Linked DNA regions of Acanthopagrus latus: region 2 is linked to region 1. Evidence: chromatin contacts called from public Hi-C data. All regions are on one chromosome and are shown on one strand. The core of a region is the stretch at or near the end of the contact, and the rest is flanking DNA. Distances in the headings are between cores, read along the strand shown. Region 1 holds the start of disp1 (protein dispatched homolog 1). Region 2 holds the start of LOC119012804 (protein FAM177A1).

Region 1 (7,247 bases), core at 1,559-4,058:
GAAAATGATGAATATTAATGCTGTTCAAGCAGTTGTCTATGTGACCTAGCAGTCATGAATAATGCATGATGGACTCGTAGTGCTCATATAAGGCGCTTATGGTTCCATATTTACGGTTCATTATATGAGATATATTTTAGCGTTCACTTGGAATGGAGCACCTCAGTTTCTGTAAATGAGGTGTGCTGCTAAAGCTGCTCTGCAGAGTGTGTGCAACACACAGTTTAATAGTCATACTGCCCCCATGTGACAACTGCAGCAACCAAAATGATTCCAGGAGAATAAATTAGGTGGTTTTTTTTTTTTATCCCTGTTCTTTATGTGTTGCTGTAAATCTGTTCCTCGCTGCAATCACAGCAGTTGACACTCATGAAACAAACTGAATATTGTCCACAAACCTCCTGTTTCCACTTATTTTAGTCCTCCTGGTGGGCAAACAAAGCAATTTATTTTTCGTCTGAGGAGAAAAAGGAACACATTTATGAATGTCAAGGTTTACCTCCTGGCCCTGACACTGGAAAATAAAACTAGGCTGCATTCAAGATGATTTTATAAACTTGATAGCTCAGCTGGTGAGTGTATGCCTCGTGTTCAAACGTCCCACGCTGCAGCCCGTTGCTGTAATGTTGGACTACTCATTTATCAGGGCTGATATTCAGCTTTTTTTCATTATTTTCATCACATTATTGTACTGGTGTTTTTTTGTGTGTCTGATGGGCGGATAAAATAAATTGATAAAAAAAATGTTGTCTCTGTTTTGTCTCTGATACAGAATCCGTTCTGTCTGTCGTCACCATTCTGTGGTCTCCACTCTACTAGTTTCACAAGATATCAAATAAATGTAGTTGACTGTAAATAAAGCAAAGTAGCAGAACATGATAAATTATGATTTAAAGAACCTAAAAATCTTACCTGAATACAGTAATTCTAAGTTCTCTATTGTAGGCAACTAAACTTGTTTGAGTTTGTTGAAGACGTTTCACTCCTCATCCAAGAGGCTTCTTCAGATCTAACTAACTGGAGGTGAGCTGCAGGCATTTAACCTATGTGGGAGTGTCCTTGCAGGGTGTGGGGGTGTCCTTAAATACTGTGGAAGTGTCCTTACAGAGGTAGGGAGTGCCCTTACATAGTGTGGGAGAGTCCTGACAGAGTGTGGGACTGTCCTTACATAGTCATTAAGGACATGTGTGAGCTCTGAGATTAAGAGTCGTTAGGGCCTCTTGTGGGTCATTGACCCAACCAGCCTTCATGTAGGTCTCTCAGGCCAGGTGAGTGCAGGTGTGAATGGTGGTTAAGCTGTCTGGTGAGAGAATTCAGTACAGTAGGTACTGTAGATGGGTGATCAGGACACTCCCACACAGGGTTTAAAAGCCTGCAACTTCCCGTGAGTTAGTTAGAACTGAAGAAGCCTCTCGGATGAAACAGAAACTTCTTCAAGAAACTGAAACAAGCCCAGGTGCCCACGAACTTAGAAGCACATGACCTGGCTGACTGAGAACCTTCAGCACTGAAAAACAACATACCGGTCGACCTCTGTTGTAACTGCTTTGTAAGCTCCCTAGTGCAATTTCTGTCTTTTCAAATGCAAGTATCTCTGATTACACAAATCATTAGAGTGCGTTCTGCTCAGGTTTTCCAGTTTCTTCATGTGTGCCGGCTCGCTGACGTGCACTCACAACTGAATGGAGCTGAGCCGTTGCTAATGAATGTTATTTGTTCCACCTGTGCTTTCAAACTGCAGCAGTGAGAGAAGTCTGTCCCTCACCTGAGTAATCTGTGCACCTGTCGCAGCCGGTACATATGTTCGAGCAGAGCGCAGGCAGTGACAGTGAAAGGTATTCATGAGTTGACCCTGATGTATTCATTTAATGCACTTTTCAACAGCAGAGGGAGAGTAAAACCATTTTAATGGTGTGTAATTTCTCAGAGTGCTTTGGTTTTTCCAATTTCCTCCACATTTAGTGGCTCTCCCTGGCCTCCACCTCCCTCCACCTCCTCCTATCTCCGGCTCGTTCATCGTGTCACAAACATCCGCCAAGTGCTTTGCTGCCATTACTGTAGTTAAGAAGGACAAACCAGAACATTATTTGTGATTATAAATAAATATATTTGCTTTTATCTCCAGCCTTTAGTCCTTTCATATACATCTGAGTAGTTATTTCACATTACCATAAAGTGTTTTGCCCTTTTAGTCGACTATAATGTAGCATTAGCAGCTAATAGCTTTCAGAACCTAAACAGAAGAAAAATGACATTCAGAGTGTTTTTTCGTTCACAGTTACAATGAAGTCTGAACGGACTGTTTCAGTTCAGTCGTTCCCTGTCTCTCCAATAACTTCTGTGAATTTCTACACTGGCCTGTATTTTCACACCTAGCTTGAAATATATCCCACTGTCTTCATTTTTACCAGTTAAAAAAAAAAAAAACAATTAAAAAATTCCAAAAATGTTTTCCTAACTGGTTTTACAATGCCTACGATAGAGGGTTAATATAATAAGACCACAAGGGCGAAAAGGCAAAAACAGAATAATATAAGTTAAATGGTTGGTAAGACATAATAACTGTTATATATCATTAAAAGAAACAATTCTCCACTATAAATAATGGCATATTTATAGTTAACTAAACTTGATTTAACTCTTAACAAGCAATGAAATGCTTCATAAACTATTTATTTATTTAATTTTGAGTTTGAGGCACTGATGTTATTGTTTCAGTCATTACTGGTCAAAATGTGGAGGATTATATATGGGTGCATGTAGAGGTGGAGGTGCGGGACATCAGTACTTCTAGAATCCTGGCTACGGCCCTGCGCCGAACGAGACTGCAAGGAGACAGGAGACAGGAGTCTAGGAGACAGGAGTCTAGGAGACAGGAGTCTAGGGCGCTTGGTTCCCTCCTAGTTCCCTTCGAAGCTCCCTACATTCCTCCAGAAACCAGCTAGCGGCTCCGGAGCGAACAAGAAGTTAGTGCGCAGCTGCCCACTCAACATGGTCTGATGCCCGGAGAGAGGAGACATCAGCATCCGACAGAGAAACAACCGAAGTGGAGGAGCAGGAACACTTTTCTCCTTCGTCCGTCCTGCTGTCAGCGTGTGTGTCCGTCCTGCCCGCAGTGTGTGAGTCCGTGTGAGTCCGTGTGTGTGAGGCGGAGAGCGGAGCTGTTGTTCAGCCAGCTGTTTTGGTCAGCGCGGTTAGCTGGCGGCGGCTAGCAGCTAATGTGAACTTAGCTAGCATGTTGAGAGCAAACATCAGTTTTTTGGGGTTGTTTCGGTGGTGAAATGGAGCCGAATGATCCGAACTGGGATCTCCCAGTGATGGTGAGACGTGAGAGCTGGATCAGGTTCGGAAAGAGGTGTCGGAAAGGTTGAGGCTAGTTCGGCTGAGACGGGTCCACTGAGATTTGATATATGAACGTTAAAGGCCGGAGCTAATCACGAAAACGTCTCCTTAATTGACACGAGAATAAAACCTCAGCCTGTAATTAACAGGACAAACTTAAACACAACGCGTTAATTCACATTTGAGCGTGTTACAGTCACAGCTGTTACAACTAGCTTGTCATAAAAAGTGTAAAAATGTCGATTTATTGATCGTTTGTGCGTTTTTTTTAGTCGCTGAACCGTGAAGCAGCATCTGTTGGGAGACAACATGTTAGCAGTGAAATCCTGTGGTTCTGCTCTCCTGCTGGGCTCGGCTGCACTGTTCCAGAACATGTCAGCTGAGTGGAACCAGAAGCTGATCCACTTCATTTATTTGGACACCTGCATGTGTGAGCAGGAGCTGTGTTCTGCCTGTGACTGAAGCTGCTGAGTCAGCTGACATCAGTTTCATCACGATGCGATATTATATCGATTCTTTGGACAAGATGCGATATTTGCAGATATCACAGAGTCTGTCGCGACACGGTATTGATTCGATTAGATACATAGATGATCGATGACATCACATGCCAAGGTCTTTTCACAAAATAACACAATGACATCATCATCAGTATGTTGGATTGTGACGTCACAGTGCTTCTTTTGTCCAAAACTCAAAGACTCTTCATTTACTGTCAATAATGACAAAGCAAAGCAATACATGAGTGAAGCAATTGATTGATTATTAAAAAAGTTAATTATTTATTTGCTTTAAATCGACTGATCTGTCTCCAAACACTCCTGAATCCACCCTGTTATAAAACCTTTTTGCATTCCTTGGCTTCTACAGATGTTATATTGCGTTGACATCAGTATATGCGATCTGCAGTGGTGGTGAAAAGTTCACATACACTTGAAAAGAACATGAACATCATGGCAGACTTAAGATCACATCATTTCTAAATCAGGATAGAATTGAGGTTTTGGAGTCCGTGTCAGGAAGTTAACAGATTTAATTAAACTTTACTGATTCTGTCAAGAGAATTCAGGCAGTCGATCACCGTTTGATGGATATCTGAAGCTCCTGACTGAAGAGAAAATGGCCAACAAACATTTAATCAAATATTAGAATCACTGTACGTATATTTCTGAGCCAGCAGATTTTGGTCACATTTTCAGAAGACGTGTAATGAATGAATTACTGAACCAAACTTCATGAATGTTTTAGTGACAGAGTAGTTTGTGTTGACAGAAACATGCGAGCTGTAGAAGTCACTGGAGCTGAGGGCTGCTCTGATGTACATGTTGTTTATGAGTGGATGTAAACGTCAGCCACTTCTTTTAATATGAGATTTAAGATTCAGTTAACTTCAGATTTGATAACAGAGGACAAAGTAAGTAGACTGGTGCTGCTGTGACCGTGTGGACGGGTCACTGAGCTCTGTGTCAGTAGTTTGTTTTGCAGGTTTTTCTCTCACGAGCATTAGTGAACTAATCCTCCTCTTATAGCTTCTCAGCATCATACGAACGTGACCAGGAGCTCTGGAGCCAAACAACTGTTTAGGAGCACACGTGGAAAATGAAAGGCAGAGAGCACCGGGTCAGTGGGTCGGGCCGAGGGGAAATATGAGGCTGTTTGTGACGGTCCTCTGGTCCGGAGGGTCGCTGCTGCTTTGCTCTGACAGAACCATGCTCACTCAGAGATGCTCACCGTCTGGTTTTTAGATCGGACCTGACTGAAGTCTTCTGTCTATGATTGTATGATTGATGGTTCTTGAAGTTTGTGAGTCCGGCTGTGATCTGCAGTGTTTCACGTCACCAGAACTGTCGTTTATCTCCCTCCAGTTTGAACTGAAATACGCCAGATAACAGAGAGAAGAATCTGTTTTTAAAGCTTTTAAAACCAGGAGAAGACAACACCTCTGTCACATCACAATATGATGATGTAATATTTGATTAGGCCAGTTTTTGCTGCTTGTTTCCAGATAAAAGTATTTTTTTAGTGATTTCTCAATGTTTTCCTTCTATCAGAGCTTCCTGAAGGCTGCCAGGTGAGATCACCGAAAGAAGGAAACTCAAACACCGAGCTCACCCGAAGAATTTAAAGTAAGCAACACACACACACACACACACACACACACACACACACACACACACACACACACACACACACACACACAGACTAGCTTCATTCATGTTTTCTAAACTAATTGAGATCATCAGAAAAACCTCAATGAGCAAAATCGTTCACACACGAGCTAATTGCAGCCATGTTTTAATTGATCCTGCTTCTGTTTTGCATTACTTGGTGATGACAAATAGTTTTATTTTCCTCACTTCGTGCATCTGTACGTTCGTCTCTGAAGCCGGGCAGACCTCAGTCTCTGTGATCCTCTTGTAGTTGCATGCATCGTTCACAATCGGCCACTAAGGGGCAGTCTCATGCTAGCTATTCCTCTGCATCAGCCCCGTCGTCCTGCTCTACTGATGCTTCCCTGACATGTTTCATGTTTGATGTATATAAGAAGTTTGTGGACACAAGTTGATTAACAGGTTGCCGTTGTGCAGCTGACACTGAAATCCTCTTCCTGATATGATAACATTTACTGTAAAGTTTGTCGGGCCACGAGGCTGGAGACAGCTCCACGTCTGTCCCGTGAAACTGTCTGTGTTAGAAACTTGTTTGGCGACTACAACAGCTCTGTTGTTTCTTCAGGAAATGCACAGAGGCCCATTATGTGTTAACTTAATTTTGCCCCAGCAGATGATATTTTGTGGCCGACCTCCCACTGAATGAACTCTGTATGGTCTTTAATCAATCGCGGAAGTGTTTTTTTTTTTTTTTTTTTTTTTTTTAACACGTTTCGTCAGTTGTGGCTCGTTAAGCAAACTGTATCAGTGTAACAACCGTCTCATTGATGTTTTGTGGTGATTTGCTGCTTTTTTAAGCACCGTATAAGGGCCTGGAATCTGTTCTCAGCGCTGTTATCGCTTCAGTTTCTGCAATTTAAAGAGAAACTGCAATCAAGAACAGAGCCAAGTCTGGCCTGCTGATTCATACAGATACGTGTGACCCTCTCTGTTGAGTGTGGCGCAGAGAAAACGGTCACTTCTAACTAAATCCTCTCAGCTCTTTTCACCTTCCTCCCTCGCTGTCTCGTCGGCTTGTTATAGCTTATCTGTCCCCCCTTCTTTCTTCTTAATGTCTCTGAATCCCTCCATCCTGGCCTCCCTGCCCTTCTGAACAACTGGCCCGGACAGCTGGCTTTAACAGCTGCTTGCCATCTCATTTTTGGCCTCTGTCCATCTGGGCAAGATTTTTTCATGGCGTTGTCTTATTGAAAGCCGGCATTTCTGTTTCTAAATCAGTCTTTATGCTGTCTTTGTGTCACCATTCAGAAAAGAGCACACTGAAACCAACATCTAGAGGTTTTATATGATTTATTTTCTGATGTTGGAACCATTTTTTGGTGTTCAGCATCTGTTGTGTTATCTGTGTTTTCTTGAGCTCTATTTACCACCATTACCTTTTGCTAACAGCACCAGTATTCATCTCTGTTGCCTCACAATGAATCCCATGTGTCATCTGCACTATAATGGCCTGGTCTGAATTGTCTTTTGTCCATCTGCTGATAATATGCTGCAATCTTTCCTGATTGTACTTGTTGGCATTTAGTTGGGGGGGAAATTTCCCTGAGCAATGGCAGTAAAGCAAAGTGAGGGAACGCACGAACAGTCTGCAACGTTTTTATTCTGTCAGAGTTGGAAAAGGAGGCAGTAAATTCAAGCTTCAGCTGCATTTTTACTCTCGGGTCATCAGATATCCATATCATCAGCCTCTGAGCTGAATAACATATGACTATCATGTGAGGACAGGTGGAAAGA
Region 2 (7,247 bases), core at 3,007-5,506, 140 kb after region 1:
TCAGAACTGTGGTAACTTGTATTCACTGGTTGATTCCTGATCTGTTTCTCTTTTTAACAGTGACAATTGCCAGAGCCATCGAACTGAAGCACAACGCCACACTCATCGCAGCACTCTCGTTTGAGACGGCAAACTTCTACCAGAGAGCCGGTCAGTGCTGAAGACGTCTGTGAAAGTTTTACAGTGCTTGTTCTGACATTTCTCTCCTCAATTTGTTTGTGTAAAACTCTGTTTAATAATGGAGAGGTGTGACCCTGACATGAGAGGACTTTATCAGCTACAGTTAAATGGGCTCAGAGAGCAGTCAGAGTCGAGGTGCATCATCAGGGACTATAACTGTTCCTGATCAGGCCACTAAAGTCCAGCTTGTCTGTCTGCAGATCACACGCTGAACACCTTGGAGCCGGAGTGCAGTAGCAAGTGGAGGAAGTATCTTCAGCTGAAGCAGCACTTTTATATGGCTTATGTAAGTTTATGCATATCATAATGCAGCTCACAATACGTTTATTAACATAAAGGAGCCTCACTGAGCAAACGATTATACCTGCTTGTGTTTGCAGGCGTACTGCTATCACGGACAGACGCTGCTGGCCACCGACAAGTGTGGTGAGGCTATACGATCCCTCCAGGAGGCAGAAAAGTGTAAGTCTGTGACTTTTATTCAACTTTTTCTGTTATTATTGCACTTAAAATGTTTGTATAGCCTGTATAAGTATATAGTCGTATGTCAGGGCAGTCTTCAGTTCCAGTGACTTCTACAGCTCTCATGTTTCTGTGAACACAAACTGCTTTGTCTCAAAAGACATCCATGAAGTTTGGTTCTGTAATGAATTTACTGCAGGTCTTCTGAAAATGTGACCAAATCAGTTCTCAAAATCTCAAAAATATACATACAGAAAGTTGAACGATAAATTCTGGTGTTTGTAGAAAGTCGTGTCAGTCAGACGGCCTCTTAAAGTGATAGTTTGGTTCTGTTGGTGTGGGGCTGTACGAGGTACGTGTCCCTACTCAGTGTATTACCTGCAGGAGATGACTGTCGCGTCGTTTTTATCAGTAAACACATTTGTGAAAAGCATTTCTTGTCTCTGAAAGTCATCAGTGTGTGTGTTTTTATGTTGTGTAAAGTAATTTGTAACGAGCGTCATACAGAATCTGATACTTCTATAGGAAAGTGCAGCACATATGAAGGTTGAAGTTAAAAGTATGCAGTAATGTGTGAGTACTACTTCACAGAATTAATATATATGCTGATTTGAGTTCAGCAGTGTGACAGTTGAAGCGTAACAAACTATTTGCATACAGGTGTTTCCTGTCTGTCAGGAGTCACATTGTCTCTTTTCACGTTACTGCCTGGATTTGTTTGGTATGAACATGAAGTGCTCTCTGTTCAGGCTACTCCCGTGCAGAGTCGCTGTGTAAAGAGTACCGTCAGACCAAAGGCCCGGGCACCACAGCCAAGCCGTCGGAGCAGCTGTTCTTCCTCAAACTGGGCGGCGTCATTAAAAACACACTGGAGAAGTGCCAACGAGAAAATGGCTTCATGTGAGTCAGTCGAGCAGACGTGTGCATACGTGCATGGACACCCAGATACACTGTAAATCCCCACAGTCATAATCTTTACTTACATCGACGGCAACAGTGGCAGCGGACAGCTGAGAACAGTTTTAAACTTTAAACTTCTCCGTCTCAACAGGAAGAAATACATTCGGTTTATTTCTGTTTGAACAGGAACTGATTGTTTTAACACGAGGCAGCTTGTCAGTAAATCAGATGGTCCGATCAGTGTGGGATAATCATCACTGTCTTTCCACCACAGCTAACAGTATGTAGCTGTTAGCTGCTGGCCATAGTGGCTATTTGTGTGGGTTCACTTTTGCAACAGCTGGTTGTTGTAAACAGCAGCTCAGTTTCACCGAGCCTGCGTGTTCATCGTGTGCACACTGTCCATTTGCCTCCACATACTGGATCTAAAGCCTCTGTGATGTTGCATTAAGTGTGAAGGAACACAGCTCCCCCCGACTAAATTGCAACTTCGGACATATTTCCTCAGATACTTCCACAAGGTCCCAGCTGAGGCGCCCCAGCTGGAGCTGAAGGCGAGTTACGGCCTGGCTGAGCCGGTCGCCTTCGAGCTGCCGCCTCTCAGTGAGCAGTGCTCCGCCGAGGTCTACGCCACCTTCGACCTGACCAAGGGAGCCAAAAATGACAAGGTACTGCTGCGCAAAGTAAACGAAGGCAGGATGACCTCATATTCATAACAGTTTACATCTGTGTCTGAGGCTGTTGTTACATCTGTTGTTGTTGCTTCAGGCCAAACCCAAGGAGGAGGAGGTGAAGCCGGTGAAGGAGCCGGATCTGAAGCCGCAGAAGGACACAGGCTGCGTCGTCTCCTAAACACACTCCACCCTCGGCCTCATGCTTCAACACCATCTATTGTAATGATGGCGTCCATATTTCTTTCCATGTAAATCTCCATAAGAAAAATGTATATTTTTTTTCTAATATTAATCCATGGTGTTTTACATTTATGCTGAAACATTCGTATTGTATTTGGGTATGACAGTCACTGTCCTCTCATCTAAAGCCAGAGCCGCTCACATCCTCTCCACAGCTTCTCCGCCTGAACATCTGAACGGAGGTCTTTCAGCTTATTGTTGGAAATCACATGTCAGCTGAAGGATGACGTAAAATTAGGCCTTCACATGAGGTCAAAATCAAGATGGATTATAAATAAGCCTTATGGGTGATGCAGTTCTATCAAAGGTGCCTTTGGCTTCGATGTAAACGTGTTCACTGTGGCCCAGAAGCACACAAGTATTTGTTTCATGAGCTTTTTTGGCACTGAATTATTGATTAATGACTCAAAAACACAGAAACTGGCCTTTTAAACACGCTGAGAAAATGACCTCAGGATGAACAAAGTAAGAAATGATAAAAAGACACATTTTTATAGTGAATATTTACCACTGCTGCAGATCGCATTCCCACAATCACCAGGTATACAACGGCACTGGAAGATGACCTGAATGCATTTCAAGCTGAGATTTGTTCACCTCGTCATGAAACACACTTCTAAATGAACAGCGGACAGGCGGAATGAACGGGGCCGCGTGTCATCGCTGGTAGCTGTAGCAGTTTACAATCAATATTTGATTTAGATCACATGATGTTTGTACTGTAGTTCTTTTTGTGCATGACATGTAGCTGTTATGTTTCTTTTTTTTTTACTTCTACTCTTCATTTAAAACAAACGTTATTACTGGATGAGGCTGAATCACTCTTGACTATGTTTAGGGACTGTGTAATATTTCCCTGATTGAAGTAGTTCTTAATTTATTTCTCTTCTTACGTCATGATATTTTTAGTTGAGGACGTGAAACACTTACAGCGGTATATATATGTGTAACTCCAATCATGTTTTTGGTGATAATGATTTTGATTTCTTTTCTGATTGGGTGGACACACCAGAGACACACGATGCTGAGAGGGTGCTGCTGTCAGTGGTGACATGATGTGTGTGTTTGCTGAGCGTTACCTTCCTCCTGAAAGACAAAGATCAGGGCAGAGCGTTTCTCAGATTGAGGTTTGTGTCTGAAGTCCTTTGACGTGCTGCTCACACAAGTTGCTCGTATTGTCAAAACTCCCCACTCTGAAACTAAATGTTGGTTAAAGCATAACTATCGATTGCTGTAAACGTGTATAAACTGTATTATACTGCTCACATGTAGTCATTTATGCCCCTACATGTATATTAGCTTACCTGGGCTTCACGCCAACTGTAGTAAAAATCTAATTTTCTCACTAAATCTCATTATAGCACGACACATTTGCTCTTAATACTGGATCGTATGGGGCTTTCAGTCTAATGGGGTTATTATGATCATGAAGTTTAACCACTGTTTGTTATTATACCTGGAACAGTGAGTTGAACCACAGAAAACAGACCCAGGCTGAGTCCTTTACTTTTGTTCAAGGCTAATCTTTATTAACGCGGTGAGTCAGATCACCGTTCCAGTGCTCACTGCTGTAGCTCATTACTCCTCCACTGTGTCCTTCATGTAAAATGTATTCCAAACTCTATTAAATCATCCATAAAACCGCATTTGTCTGTCTTGTGCTGACACGACTCGACATGATTATTAAATGTTTGGTGAGGTACAGAACCTATCTAAGGGATTCTGTGTTAAAGTGAGTGTATCTCGTCCTCTGTGGATCAGACAGGAGCTCTGGTGATGTGATCAGAGTTATCTCGGCTTCAGAGACGTGTGACGTGTCCTGAATCCACACAAATCTATGAAGTATCGAGGGCAAGACTTGATCCGGAATAAGTCGTCTCAGACTCTGTTTCCAAAATTCGTCCCCCGTCGCTTTGAGAGTTCGATATTAAACTCTGACCAGTCGGTCCATTAAAAACACGTGTGCTGAAAATGAAGACAAATTTAAATACAAGAGTTTCTGAACTTGTGCCGTGCAATTTTTATTACAGCTGAACGTTTCAACATGTCTGTTTTCAGTTAACCAGTTTTTGGCCGACTTGCAAAAATGTGTGTTTTAGTAACACGAAGATAACTCAGGAACCTGAAGGGAGTAAACTAGGATCTCTGGCATCATGATCAAACATCACATTCCTCTAAAGGTTACTGGGATTCAGACACGACCGCATAATGTTTCGTTATTTATGCATCGCCTGAGCTGGGTGGGTTCCACTTTGAGGTTATCTGACGCAGAATGTAACTAAATACACTGATTCACGTTCTGTGGATTTGAGGAACTGGTACTTTCCTATCTGACAGTTTATTCTTCCACTTTTCTATATTTTGTAGCCAAAACTTGATCTTTTTCCTCAGCTGTGTTTGATAACTTCAGATCCTGATGCTGCAGATCAGATTTAAGAACAAATCAATAAAAACAGCAGATAATTGGTCGATCCACAGTAAACAGTCTCTACATACTGTATACAAATACACAGTTAACTTTAACTTGCACGTTTGTTACTTGAGTACATATTGAAATGACTTTGCTGTATTAAGTCTGTTAGAACAGTATGTTAACTAGGTTAATTTGTACTAACCAGCTCAACTAAACTCAAACATGGTTGAGTTTAAAAATGTAGTTATCAGATCCACACGAGGGACTTTCACTTTCACCGAGAAAACATTTTAACATGACATCCTTACTGAAACTCAAATATGACTTTCGGTACCCTAAACCTCATTAAAAATCAATTTGACATTTTAGTGAAGACGTTGTGTCAGTCTGAGTTTAAGGAAAACATCCAGAAAAAGGTTGTTTTCTTGTATTTGAACACTTCATTCACTTCAGTAGGAGGTGTGGTGCTGCAGAAAGGAGATATTATTATGTAGATGTGGTGTTTAGATGTTTGATGTATTCTGAGGGGAGTATTGGAAACATTAACGTTTGACCAGCAGGCAGTAAACCCTGACGGTCTGTAAGCTGTTCTGTAAGCCCAGCCCATCCAGCCCAGGAGTGACACTGACTGCATTACAGCTCTGCAGCTCAGGTTTGCGCTGCTGTATTTGGCTGTCTCAGGTTTCAGGACTGATCCTGTATCCTGTAGTTGTTTTCTTTCTCCACATCGCAGAGTCAACGTGGATGAACACGCAGTTCAGCTGTGACATGAGAAACAACCGACGGTGTCTTTTTGTGAAGGAGGACTTGTAGCATTTGAAGAATGAACAACAGGCACCAGGAAGTAAGTGTTGTAATAATGATGAAAGACAAACAAAGACGTTAGCTTAGGTTGTGTTCAGTTACACTCCAACAACAGTTCACCTTTAACTGCTGCTCGTGTCACTGGTAACTCTGCACTGTGGAGCCTGTTGCACACTGTATATAAAAAAACAAAGGAAAAAGTGAACATGTTGGATCAGGATGAATGTGATATAACAACAATGTGCCGGCTAAAAGACAAAGAACACAACTGAAAGTTAATGTGATCTGTCAGACATCACCAGACATCCAGGAAACAGAGTTTGGCGGTTCTGCCGGGTCCAAACAGAGGAGGACCATCCACTTCTCCAGCGGTGAGACTCTGGAGGAGGAAGACCGCGAGGAGGAAGAGGAGCAGTCGTCGGACAGGCCGCCCTTCAGAGACCCTGCACAGAGGGTGGGACGCTGTCTGAGGCCGCGGTGTCATGTTAAGTAGCATTTAAGTGTTATTAATAAGCACTTTTTTGTTTATGCTCCGTGTTCTCTTCCTCCTCAGGTCAGCTTCTCATTCAAGAATGTGGCCATTCTAGTTGGGAGGATTTCCCTGCTGAGTACGTAACAGGAAATTCAAAGCATAACAATTAAACAGCAGGCCTGACTGTAGCTGGGACGAAAAGTCTCACTGAGTTACTGTGTCGTTGTTTCCAAAACCAGCTTGTGATTTCCTTGGAGAGAGACTAGCTGGTGCTCTGGGACTGAAGGCAGCCAAATACCAGTATGCCATAGACCAGTACAATCGTGACCACAAGGTAAAGTAAAAACTCAGGAGCAACAGCACCGTCAAAAAGAAAACTGCAGCGCCATCTTAGAGACTTCAGCAACAGGACAGGAAATGAGATGGAGCTTCTCTGGCAGCTCTGTGGATGGTTGTATTCTCACTCTTGACTCTGCATTTCCTCCGTCTCACTCACAGACGACAAGCAGCCAAACCACCGACAAACTGAGGGACGGGGAGGCCAAGACCATCCGCCTCTCTCAGGGAGCGGACGGAGCGCAGTATGGAGCTACAGCAGACACGAGATCGCCTCAGAGCTGTGACGACAAACTCATGGACGGGAGCAGAGGATGTCACAACAGAGGCTATCAAGAAGACGAGGACTGTTTGGAATAAAAGCAATAACCTGACGTGGTCTGATGCTGAAGCCTTCGTTTGCACTGAGTATGTTGGATGCAGAAACGTTTTCTGAGAGAAATGATGGGGCTTGTTTTTGTGTTCATGTTAATGTTACAGCAGAACTATGTGGAAATAAAATGACAAAATGAAAGTTGTCTTTGTTTGGATACTACTGTGAAAATGTGATTTATTGTTTAAAATGGTGTTGGACTTTTCTTCACGTAGTTACCAAAAATAAAATGAAAAAAAATAAAATAAATAAAGGTCGGCTGAAAAGAAATGAATGGCTGCTTTTTCCTGTTCGCACAATATCACAACGACGGGTAAAATATAATCATAAATAATATACATGCATAAATACAGACAACCACTCACCGTTCATCACCGTCTGAAACAAATCTGA

The links. Hi-C and Micro-C count contacts between places; a contact is called where the count stands out from the background.
Region 2: a Hi-C map of muscle shows a contact between it and region 1, with 5 times the contacts expected there. The contact joins the promoter of LOC119012804 here to the promoter of disp1 in region 1. A contact is called at or near these places in 2 of 4 Hi-C or Micro-C datasets (both in muscle).

The regions. Positions count from the first base shown.
Region 1 is chr22:24,718,686-24,725,932 of fAcaLat1.1, forward strand. It overlaps disp1 (protein dispatched homolog 1), which reads left to right and starts at 2,809. Exons shown (of 12, transcript XM_037086815.1): 1 at 2,809-3,129; 2 at 5,394-5,468.
Region 2 is chr22:24,855,371-24,862,617 of fAcaLat1.1, forward strand. LOC119012804 (protein FAM177A1) reads left to right here and starts at 4,257. Exons shown (of 5, transcript XM_037086962.1): 1 at 4,257-5,713; 2 at 5,966-6,127; 3 at 6,227-6,281; 4 at 6,385-6,479; 5 at 6,644-7,120. The coding sequence starts at 5,693. The coding sequence ends at 6,841. It overlaps brox (BRO1 domain-containing protein BROX), which reads left to right. Exons shown (of 13, transcript XM_037086920.1): 8 at 61-150; 9 at 381-466; 10 at 561-642; 11 at 1,392-1,542; 12 at 2,051-2,210; 13 at 2,311-4,102. The coding sequence ends at 2,394.